Linked DNA regions of Rattus norvegicus: region 1 is linked to region 2. The links are chromatin contacts, called in public Hi-C maps. All regions are on one chromosome and are shown on one strand. The core of a region is the stretch at or near the end of the contact, and the rest is flanking DNA. Distances in the headings are between cores, read along the strand shown. Region 1 has its middle 160 kb from the start of Cpeb2. Region 2 overlaps LOC103693081 (a long non-coding RNA gene).

Region 1 (5,694 bases), core at 2,997-5,496, 92 kb after region 2:
CGCAGTTATTATTATTATTTTTTTTACATCAGCAAATCAATTGGGGACAATAAAAAGCCTGAATATCAGGAAGGGAAGGAGATGTGGTCATGACCATAACATGTTGGTAAGTCTTTGAAATACATTTATTTCAAGGCATAAAAGTCCTAAGAGTGTCCTCATTTTCTGTCTTGTAAATGAGAACAATGTCTTCTCTAGTCAGTGCCCAATGGCTTGGCACGGCTCTAATCTGTATCTGTTCAGGTCGTGATTGCTACTTTATTTACTTGATTCTTGTTTTATTTTTCTCTTTTCTTCTCCTTTTTAGAAATATAGTGATTGAACCCAGGGATTTGTACACGCAGTGCAGTCTAATCTACCAACACCAACTGACTAAGTCCACTGGTTTGGTTTCTATTCTTTGTTTCTGCCTCACTCCCTGAGTAAACCTTGGAAATCAGAGTGATCATGGGACAACATGCTGTGTGTATTCTCCATATTAGCATTCTGCATGTTTCCTTCATATTTCTGTCTCTGGCCTCTGTCTCTCTTGGTCTTTAGAGGGCCACCATAGCTCCTTATTCTCACAGCCATTTAATGGTATTTTGTGTTGTTGCGTTTCCCTTGTCTGATGCTCTCCTCAGAGGGCAAACATTCTAAATGGGAGAATCATACATTAGTCACCTTCATATTTTAAGTAACCAACACGGAAGGGCAGAGTAAGCACCAAGGCATTCCATATGGGAGTGAGCAAAGTAAGGTACAATTAAGCAATGCCATAGAACATTTGCTGTTGTTTAAGAATTATGCTAAGCACGTTGAGTATATTAATCCATGTTGTCATCCTAAGAACACCTGGAGATAGTTCTATTATTATCCTCATTTATGAATGAGAAGATTCGCTGATGCTTGTAGACTTGATATTTTAAGAATAGTATTTATCTGTGCTTTCTTTCCTAGCCTCACTGGATGGCTCTATGGTAACCATGGCAACCCCCTTGCGGAGGGCAATGCTTGCTTACAGTCATGACTTCACATGGAGGCCTCTGCTTTGCTACCCCTCAGCCCTAGGCTGCTAATTTTCTAGAATATCCCTTATCCACTCAGGACTCTAGGCCTCAAGTACGCTGACTAGGTCCATGTAAGAAGACTCTGGGATTTGGTCCCATGCAGCTTCTCTTCTACCCGAATCCCTCCTATTTCTCTTTAGGTTCAGGGCCATCTTTGGCTTCAATAGCTGAGCCTCACTCTATCAAGCACCCACTCTGTGTTCCTCGATTCTGGAAGTTCCTAGGACAGCTCCTTCTGGACCACATGCCAAGCTGAGTCCCATTGCCCAGTGTTGGCATGCTCTCTTAAGTAGAGCGTGGTTCCCTCATAGTTTGGCACCAATAAATTACACGATGGGCTGTTCATCTCTTCTTGAGCAGTCTTGGAGTGGGGCATAGAGGATGTAAGAGGGCAGTTATATAGATTTCATAATCAGATTTTGGTTTTTATCTTTCTCTCATCTTTGTGGTTGCTCTAAACTCCTATATACCCTTAACTCTGTCTTATGGTATACCCCTGCATACTACCTGGAGAACATACAAGTTCTCATTACCCTTTACCTTCTGATTCTTGCTCACCCTTTCAGTCTTAGTGTTGATAGGTAGCTTTGACTTTGTATATCTCCTCGTCTCAATCTAGATCCTCATTGGCCATCTTCACAGCATCTTTCATCTGTGCAATTACACTTCCAGTAGCATTGTAAGAACTGGCTGAATTGATCCTGCGTCACAGCCCTGAAACACACTCTAATTTTATTTTAGTTTTCCAGATGAGGGCACAGAAAAGCTGTCATTGCCTAAGGTGCATGAACACTTAATTGCATGATCAGGCTCTGGACCCAAGCTGGTTAGCCCAGGAGCCACATGGTTGTAAAGCTCTCAGCTATTTCCTGCTCTGACATTTGCCATTCTGTACTGTTGTCATGCCTACTTTATTCACAGCCATGCTTTAGCATTAAGTTAAAACCTGATAAACATTAAGATCAGTTAGTGTATCTCATGGTATGAATGCCTAGATTCCAGTTACCAATACCTAGGTTCTCACAAATTCAAACAATGCCCTCCCGATTCTTAAATTTATGGGATCATTTCTAGCTAAAAACCAAGGTAGATAACTAGCTGATTTGTGGTCCTTGGGCTTCTTAATGATTTTTGTGCTGATTCCTCTCATTTAAACTGAGAGATTTGTGCTGATAGAGAATCATTTGTCCCAAACCCCACACAGCAAGAGATTGGAGTTAAAAACATTTAAGTGACTTATCCAAGGTCACACGTGGAACCAGTGACAAACAGGATGTCAGGTGGGCTGGTTTCCAGTGCTATGCCCTTTCTCTGCACCTGGTTAAACAGAAACTCTGGTCACATGTGAATGTGTTGTTAAAACAAACATCAGGTCTCTAGCTGGTTTGATTTTGACTCCAGTGTGAAGAAACTATTGGCTTCAGTCACTGCTCCTGGAGACTGTGACCATCAGCCCTCAGAGAACACTGGGACCAGATTACAAGGCTTGCTTGGCAAGTCCTGAAACACCTAGACTCAGCAAAGCCTCAGGGTTTACTAGCAGAGAGGTCTTCGTGGCTGTGTGATCTGCAAGTATATATCCATTGCTTTGTTTTTGGCTCCAGTCAATACACTTGTTCTCCTGTCTCTGAAATTTTGACATTTCCATACAGTCAAGAGGATGGTGTATTAACTCCTGCCCTCTGCCTTCATTTGGACCATGCCTTCATACTACAGTTTCTCCCTTAGCCTACAACTTAATGAAGCCCACACTCAAACCCAACTCTCAGCTTTTGGGAATACAACAAGTGAAGTGTCTTTGGGTCAAATCTATGTCACATAGTCACTTCTATGTGACAGAAGAGGAGTGACATTGTTTTTCCAAATCTCTAAATGAAAACCAGAGTTAATACTCATGGAACTGTTACTGTTCATGCTGAGATGAATAAATGGAAGCAAATATATAAAACAATGAAAAGAACATTGAATGTAGGAACTGGGTTATTCAAAATATCTCTCTGTCACTAGAGTAAGAGAGTAAATACTGTATGCTCTGGGAGCATATGCTTTCATAGTTTTACTACATAAAATGCAAAACTATCAATTATAACCCAAAAGGTATCATTGTGTTTACTCTGTTTCAAGCAAACTTATATTTTTGGTGTTTTTGAGGTTTCAGTATATAGCCCACAATACATGACCCTCTTGCATCTGCCTCGTGAATGTGGGGACTAAAAGTATGTGCCACCATGTCTGGCACCAATTAAAGTATTTATCAACTGGTCTAGATTTGCTTCCCTCACTTTGTTAGTAGGCTCTTGGGTCCTAGTAGTAGGTTATGCCTTGGTCTGCCCTTTGTATTTCTCTGTTGACAAGTACGAGCGAGGCTGTCTTTCTGCCAGCTCTCACTTGTCTTCTATCTCCTTTTGCAGATAAATACTGACATCTCTTCCCCGATTCTCCCCAAAATACTAAGGAAAAGGAAATGGGAGAGATGTTCAAATCATTTGATGGAATGAAATCAAAGAGATTTCACTATTGTTCAGGCCCAAGTGCCTCAATTGCACTGGTAAGGGCTCTGGCCCCAGAGGAAAAGTCCTGGTACCCAGGATAAGGGGGAGTTGCTTCTGGGAGGGTTTTGCTCCCCGAAGAAGAGGTATACCTTGATATCAGTGAAAACACAAATACTTGCACATAGCTGTCAGCAGCAAGGTTGGTGTGCAGCTACAAAGGATGTCATCATGCCAGCTACACTGTGACCTCCACTGATGGTAAAAAGAATCATCTTTTACTGCCTTTGGCAGAAGCCAGTGTTTGAGACCCTGGGCAGCCACTCATTTCAGAGGGCTCAGCTTGATAAAAGATGGAAAGAAAGGGAACCAAAAGGAAGAGGATAGTGCTGGCTGCATGTGTGTGCCAACTCAGAAAATTGAAGTGACCCACTGGGCTCCTGCCCTCCTATCAGATTTGCTGCCACACTTTGGAATTAGAATGGGAACTGGACTCTTAGATGTTGCTAGCTGAAATGGCAGTGATGCAGTGACCTAGCTGGCAGTTATTTTGCTGATCTCAGTGTCCTGGCCAGAGGGCAAGATATTAAAAAAAAATCAAGCTTTCTTTTCTTACTCTAAGTGTTCCACCAACTGGACTTAGTAGTCTGTAGCTTGCCAGGATTGGAGTCCTCTCAGCTAGCTTCAAAAGCTCAGGGAAGCGCCCAGAAAGACCAGGTACGTCATCTGGTCACACCACAGGGTACTGGAACATAGCCAGAGACCCAGGAACACCAGAGATGAATGTGGGTGAAGAAAAAAAACCTTGGCATTCAGAGTTCTTGGCCGAGGAAGGGAGCTTGGTTTCAATCTTAACCCTCTATGGTTGAAATACAGGACTAACTCACTCTATAAATAAGAGATTATCTCTGACCTACTTACACACACACACACACACACACACACACACACACACACAAACACACACACACAGAGAGGGGGGGCAGACAGAGACAAACAGAGATACAGACACACACCCATACCTTTCCCACACCTCCCCTCCCCCCCACACACATACTGGAAGTGTCCTGCATGGGTATCCCCTTGTTCTGAAAATTTCGTATGTTGAGAACTAGACCCTCAATAGTATCTTTTAATGCTGTTTGAGAAGTGAGGACACTTGGACACTGACTCAAAATGTTCTGTTCTGAATGGCGTAGATTCATTTATTATAGGAACAGCCTTGTTAAAATGTAAGACTCTGACTTTACCTTGCCATGCAGTGCCTCCAATAGATTACAACACAACAATAAAGCTTGACCAGGTTCCAGTGTCCTGCTTATAGAACCTGTCCTTCTCAAAGTCCACAAAATAAATGAAACCTTCATTCTTTATGTTCTTTAGCCTATAATATTCATTATAGCAGGAAATAGATCAGAATAAGAGATTTACAAACTTCATTATTATATCCACACTGGTAAAGTAAGGTTAATGTCACCATTTCCTCTGGGTTCTCAAAAAGTGGTGTGGCATCATGAATGGAAAACTCCCGTCCCTGGGCTTATCACGAGCTGGTGTTCAGAAAAAGCTGATCATTTTTTCATGGCTCCCTTTATTGTAGCCTTATTACACAGTACAGATAGAAACAATTATCAAGAGTCCTGTGGTGTAGACCTAGCTCCTCCACGTATTAGCTCTGTGACCTCATGCTGGGAACTGTTTCCCCAGGGTGTCCTTCCTTAGCCTTAAGAGGGGAGACCATATCCACTCTTTCTGCTCTACTCTCCCAGGTTCCCCTCAGGGTAGAAAAGACTTGCCACAAATGACAGTCTTGTAGAGATTTGCCTTTACTAGTACCCCAGCTTTAGAAAGTAGAGGTCCCAAGTAGATAAATTAGAGAAACGTGGCAAAGTCAGGCCTCACTTACTACTCATTAAGCTTTATTGCAAAGTACTCAAAGAATCCTTCCAAGTTAGTAGCCCCTGTCCCTATCACTATGATTACTACAGTAGCGGTAGTAAATATTCATTAACCACTTCTCAAACTGTCTCATTTGACCCTTACAAACACCCCACAAAGCAGATACCATTATTAACTCCACACAACAGATGAGGAAACAGGACACAGAGCAGGGATCCTATCCAGGGTTATGTAAGCTTTGATCATGGTGGCTTGAC
Region 2 (5,760 bases), core at 2,785-5,284:
TTCCCACTTTTCTCAGTTCCATCCCCAACCTTTCTTCATCCCCCAATCCACTCCTCCTCTATTTCCCTTCAGAAAAGAGCAGACCTCCCAGGTATAACAAGCAAAGGCAGAATAACATGCTGCATTAAGAACAGGCACAAACCCTCACATCAGAGCTTGGCAGGAGAAAAAGGGTTCCAAGAGTAGACAAAAGAGCCAGAGACAACCCTACTTCTACAGTTAAGGGGCCCACAAAACAATGTGCTAATAACAGTAGCATAGTTGCAGACGACCTAGCACAGACCCATTTGGGCTCCATAATTGCTGCTTCAATCTCTGTAAGCCCCTATGAGCCCTGCTTAGTTGATTTAGTAGGCCATGTTCTCCCAGTGTTCTTGACTCCCCTGGCTCCGTAATTTCTCCTAGTCTTCCACGGGTTTCTCTCTGGAGAAGTACTTCTTAAATGTTAGCATCCATTATCCTGTAAGATTCCATGAAAGATGAAGAAATCATTGAAGTAGTAGCAGATGGAATTGAATATGAACTTGAGAGTTAGACAAGCCTAGATAGACTCAAGCTTTGATCAACAACTTTATCAACTTGCAAAAATGTTTCATGTGAACGCTTTGGTCCATTTGACAATCAGTGCTCATGGAGTTTAACTTATTATTAGTCCTTAATGGTTTAAAACCAAGTTTTCCCATCTCAAAAGCAAAAATTCAAGTTTGGAGAAATGCTTTGCTGCTTAAGAGTAGATGCTGCTCTTATGGGGGACCTGGGTTATGCTCTTAGCATCCACATAAAGGTTTCTAACCATAACTTGAATTCCAGCAGATCCAATGCTCTTTTCTGGCTTCCCTGGACACCAGGCATACTTATGGAGAACAGACATACATGTAGCAAAATAAACTCATAAATTAAAAGTAAATTATTAAAGATAACAAAGACTATTGCTGGTGTAGATGATGCCTATAACCACAGTACTTAGGAGGTAGAAGGAAGAAGACCACAAGTTCAAGGCTATTCTGATCTACCCAATGGTCAATCAGAGGCAAATAGAGAGACCCTATGCAATCAAACAAACAAGCAACTATTATATTTATAGTATGTATTTATAGATATAATGTTTTACTTTGTGTTGAAAATTATATCTGTATCAATGTGAGCTACATCTATTTGTAATTCCCAGCACAGAAGCATACTATAATATGAATCATCAATTTTTTAAACGTTTTCATCTCTAACTCTATCCATGTACCATCCTGTCTTTATTTCTCTAACATTCTAGAGCAGACTCCAGGAAGGAATTGTCCAGCTGGGAACTACACCTCCTTGTTGTTTTGGTACAGAGAGAGACCAGCTTATTGATATTCAGAATGAAAAGGGGATATAAAAACATATATATTCAAGTCATTCTATCATGCTTTTCCTTGTCTGATGAGAAGCAGAAGACTGCTACAAGGAGAGACATGGGATCCCTGAACCCCTACACGGAGTTCTACTAAGGGAGACAGCCCATACTACATTCTCATTAAAGAAAGAAACTTTTATTTTGTTAATCCACCAAAATATGGAGGCAATTTGTTAGAGGAACTAGTATTATCTAAACAAGCAGAATAACTGTCAGAATTACTAGGGATGAACAACAGGCAGAGAAACGTCAGAGCATGCCAAAATTCAGCCATTATAAACATCCACTTTCAAGTGCTGTGTGTATTTGGAGAAGAGAGAAAAATGTCTGGTTGGGTTGCCATCAAGAAGAAGAGTTTGCCAAAGACCCGAAGGAAAGTTTAGGGGGAATGTCATATATAGAAGTCAGAGGCAAAGGGGACAACAGTCACTTCCTTCCCCATGACTCTTCCCAGTCTGCTTAGCCTTCTCCATGCTCCCCGTTTTTGAAACCTTTTTGGTCATCTTCTTCTTTTTCTTTTTTTTTTTTTTTTTTTTTTTTCGGAGCTGAGGACCGAACTCAGGGCCTTGCGCTTGCTAGGCAAGCGCTCTACCACTGAGCTAAATCCCCAACCCCTTTGGTCATCTTCTTAAACATATGTGTTGCACCTATAAAAGGGTGTAGTGAGAACCAGAGATAAGGAGTATATAGAATTCAAATCGTGGAGGAACTGAAATGAGAAACAAGTTTCTGACTACATTCCACCATTCCTCTCTTTTTCTGTGCCTACCTCCTGGACTTCACTACTGACTGTGAGCGAAACAGGCATGGCTCCTTCCTTATAATCCTGTCTCTAACTATTCACTCACTGTGTGATTTTTCCTCTTCCTCCATATGCACATGGCCTACGCAACCTCACATTTGCCTTAGTCTCTGCTCATGTGAGGCTTCCTCAGTGAGGCCTACCTTGATAAGCATATGTTAATGCTGTACTGTATCCAAAAGTCTTCGGTCCATCATTCTCTAGATCTCTTTCTCTGCTACACACCGTCTTTTGCCCACAGCACTCAACACTCTAGCACACCCTGTAATTTAGTTGTCATGATTACTCTCCACCTCCACCCCCCACAATACACACTCCTTCCGCTCTCAAGCTCTCAAGCCACTGGTGACCTTGAGGAGAGGGCTTGACTCCCTGCTGCCCTAATACTATGGAGAAGTGCCAGACCGTGAGTGGATACTTAAATGCATTGATGAAACTGTCTCCTATTTCAAGGCTACCTTTGTTTTGGTTTTGGTTTCAGACAGGGTATTGCTATAGTACCCCAGGTGCCTTCAGTTCAGGGTCCTCCTCTCCCAACCTCCTGCTGGGTGGGATTGCAGGTGTGCACACTATAGCTAGCTCAAGGCTATATTCTTAATTACTAAATTGTACAGCCAAAAAAGTGAGAGATAAAGAAAATGAATGCCCAGAATGAGTGATGCTTCTAATAGTTTTGGAGGTCGTGGGGGCTGGGTTGTGGCTGTATCACATGGGTCTGCCTAAAATAGAACAGGTGCATCCTAGACTTAAATTACATCCTGCAGTCACCAATGCTAGGCCCCGTTACCACAGAAAATGCTTCCCTCCGGTTTTGGCCCATAGTGACCACAATTGCTTCTCTTAGCCAAAAAAAGCCCTTTGTCTCTTGGCTGAGGTTCAAATCCCACTGCTTTCAGTGAGACTGGGCAACAAAAGGGAGCTTCAGAGAGAAGGACAACAGTCACTTTCTTCCCCATGATTCTTCCCAGGCTGCTTAGCCTTCTCCATGCCCCCCCAACACCCCCCGTTTTTGAAACCTTTTTGCTTTCTTTGCTTTGCAGGAGTCTAGCTGGCAGCCCAAAGATGTGACTGAGAACTGGCCGTGTAAGAACAGCAGAGCTTCCTGGGGGAAACAGGCCTCTTTTTTTCCTGAGGGGGGGAAAAAAGATATGCTAGAGCTCCAATGTTCTGGCAAATTCAAGGAAACCAGCTATCAGTTGTTTGGGGGAAAACAACAACAGCAGCAGCAGCAGCAACAAACCTGTCTGTAGTAAATTACATGTGGGGACAAAGCCCACTAACTCCCAAGGCTGCCGCCCTCCCTGCGCCCCACCCTGCTGCCATCCTAAGGTAATGTCAGAGACCTGTAGTTCAAGCTTGACTCCTAAGAGCTGTGTCCACTTAGGTAAGTCTCATGGCTTTCTGTCTGTGTTTCATGACATTATTTGTAACATTACATTAAATCTGCTCCTTCATCCTGATATGAGAAATAAACATACTTTTGTCAGCTTTGTGAAGTTTTTTTTATTGTCTTTCACTATTCAATTTTATGTTACAAACATCTCAGTACTATGTAGGTGTGTGTGCATAGCACTTGGGCACACACGCGCGCGCGCGCGCGCGCACACACACACACACACACACACACACACACACACACACACACACAATGCACGTGAAAGCGGATGAAACCTGAGTAAGTATTGCAGTTACAATTGACTATACTGGGGAAAGCAGCAACAAGATGGACAGAGACATAAAATGTAGATGCGTACAAGTGAGGATTGATGCAGAGAGCACCATAATAGTCCATTGGAAGGCTAGAGTGCAGCTGGTGCTGGTAGCCCGGCTTCATGCCAATGCAAAGACCTCGCAACCAGGCAAGCCACTGCTGCTGTTCTGTCGGTGGCCAAAGGTCTTATGACTCAGAGACCTCAAGCACTGGAGTCCAAAGACTAGAGAGCAGGAGAGGTAGTGCCCAAAGACAAGAAGAGTGTCAGGGGACAGGCAGGCAGACAGGCAGACAGACAGACAGACAGACAGACAGACAGACACACACACACACACACACACACACACACACACACACACACACACACACAGACGAGAGAGAGAGAGAGTTCGTTCTCTCATCTCCAGCCAATTGCATAGTGCACAGATACCCACGGACACCAAAGGCAGATCCCTGCCCTCCTATTTCTACCAACTCTCATCCCAATCTTGTCTACAAACACTCCCTCAAATGCCCCTACAAATACACTTCACTAGCTGTCTAGCTAGCTCTTAATCCAGGCAAGTTGCTAGCTACAATTCGCTACCATACAAATAATGGCAGGCCCTGGTTCTGTGGATGTACTGTGAGTAGGATTCACCCGCCGGGGAAGTTGGGTGAAGACTGCCGAGGTCCTCTGCCTTGTTGGTAATATCTTCTCTGTCTGGTTAGTTCGAATACGCATTAGACAAGGGTATCTGCTGGTTCCTTCCTCCTGTATCTTCTAAATACTTCTCCTGGGAAGTGTAACCCACAACCATTGGATCTATTGCTCTTAAGGCTTTGTTACTTGTTTAGGGCAGTTACCCTCTGCCCACGCATGTTTCTTGGGCTCGGTGCCGAGCTGGTGTTTACAAATGTTTCTTGATTCTTTCTGCTGAAAATATCAAAACAAGCAGATTTCTTTTCTTAGCCATTCTAGTACCATCTGTGAACAAACTTCACATTTTAAAAATTCTACTTTATGCCAGAGATTTTCATATACAATTCTCTTAGTGAAGCCTCAGCATGATTTGATGAGGGACAAGCCAAAATGTCTCACTTTTGCTTTGAGAAACACAAGCAGTGGAAAGTTTGATCCATGTGCTTGGGATATGAAGGTCATGGAGAGCTGGAATTTAAGCTAGGACTTAGAGCATTTAAATTTATTAATTTATTAATTATCAACTTCTGTTTGTCAGGAGCTGTTCTCAGAGCTTTTCAGTGGTGGAATAAATGCAGGTTATGAAAAAAATAAGGCCTACATCACCACCAAGATAATAATAAATAATAAAGTAGCAAATTGGATGCAGGAAACAGGATTCATAGAGATCACTGAGTTTGTCCAGGGTTCAAAGAAGGAGTAGAGAAATAGAATCTTTGGAGAAAAGAATACTTTGAGAACAGGGCCATTGGGGGAAAGGGTTCTATAGCTGACATGACACCAGATGAATGTAAGTAGCTGGCTCAGGCAGTTGGTATGGCTGGAACAGTAAGCACCTTTAGCAAGGTGGGTCACAGAGGCCCACAGAGGATATTGCAAGAACCCTGTGATGAATCTGACTTTCCCTGAGTGATTCCAGAACATCGCAGCAGGGTTTTTGAGCAAACGGATGGTATGAGCTGACTCATGCTGCTACTGGTTCTCTGGCTGCTTAGAGTAGACAAGGCTGAAGTGGTGTAAAGGTCAAAAACAGACAGATCAATTGAAAGTCAGCAGCAGTTCTCCAGGAAGAAGAGGCTGGCTGTCTGGACATTGGAGTGATAGCATGGGTGCTACATATTCTGTGAGTTCTCATCTGCACCTACCTGTCCCTGAGGCCCGTGATCATATATACT

Evidence for each region. A called contact is a pair of places that touch in the nucleus more often than the background predicts.
Region 1: a contact with region 2 is called in a Hi-C map of liver, with 2.2 times the contacts expected there. The contact joins two enhancer-like sites. A contact is called at or near these places in 3 of 12 Hi-C or Micro-C datasets (kidney and liver).

What each region holds. Positions count from the first base shown.
Region 1 is chr14:72,216,240-72,221,933 of GRCr8, forward strand. No RefSeq gene overlaps it. Among named protein-coding and RNA genes, the nearest start is that of Cpeb2, 160 kb to the left of the region's middle. Within about 2 kb of position 4,247, at least 11 of the 93 cell types and tissues checked have an H3K27ac peak or open chromatin away from gene starts, as enhancers often do. A contact at or near this core is called in kidney and liver, where this site is marked.
Region 2 is chr14:72,124,402-72,130,161 of GRCr8, forward strand. LOC103693081 (a long non-coding RNA gene) reads left to right here. Exons shown (of 4, transcript XR_010057711.1): 2 at 3,233-5,760. Among named protein-coding and RNA genes, the nearest start is that of Cpeb2, 71 kb to the left of the region's middle. Within about 2 kb of position 4,035, at least 46 of the 93 cell types and tissues checked have an H3K27ac peak or open chromatin away from gene starts, as enhancers often do. A contact at or near this core is called in kidney and liver, where this site is marked.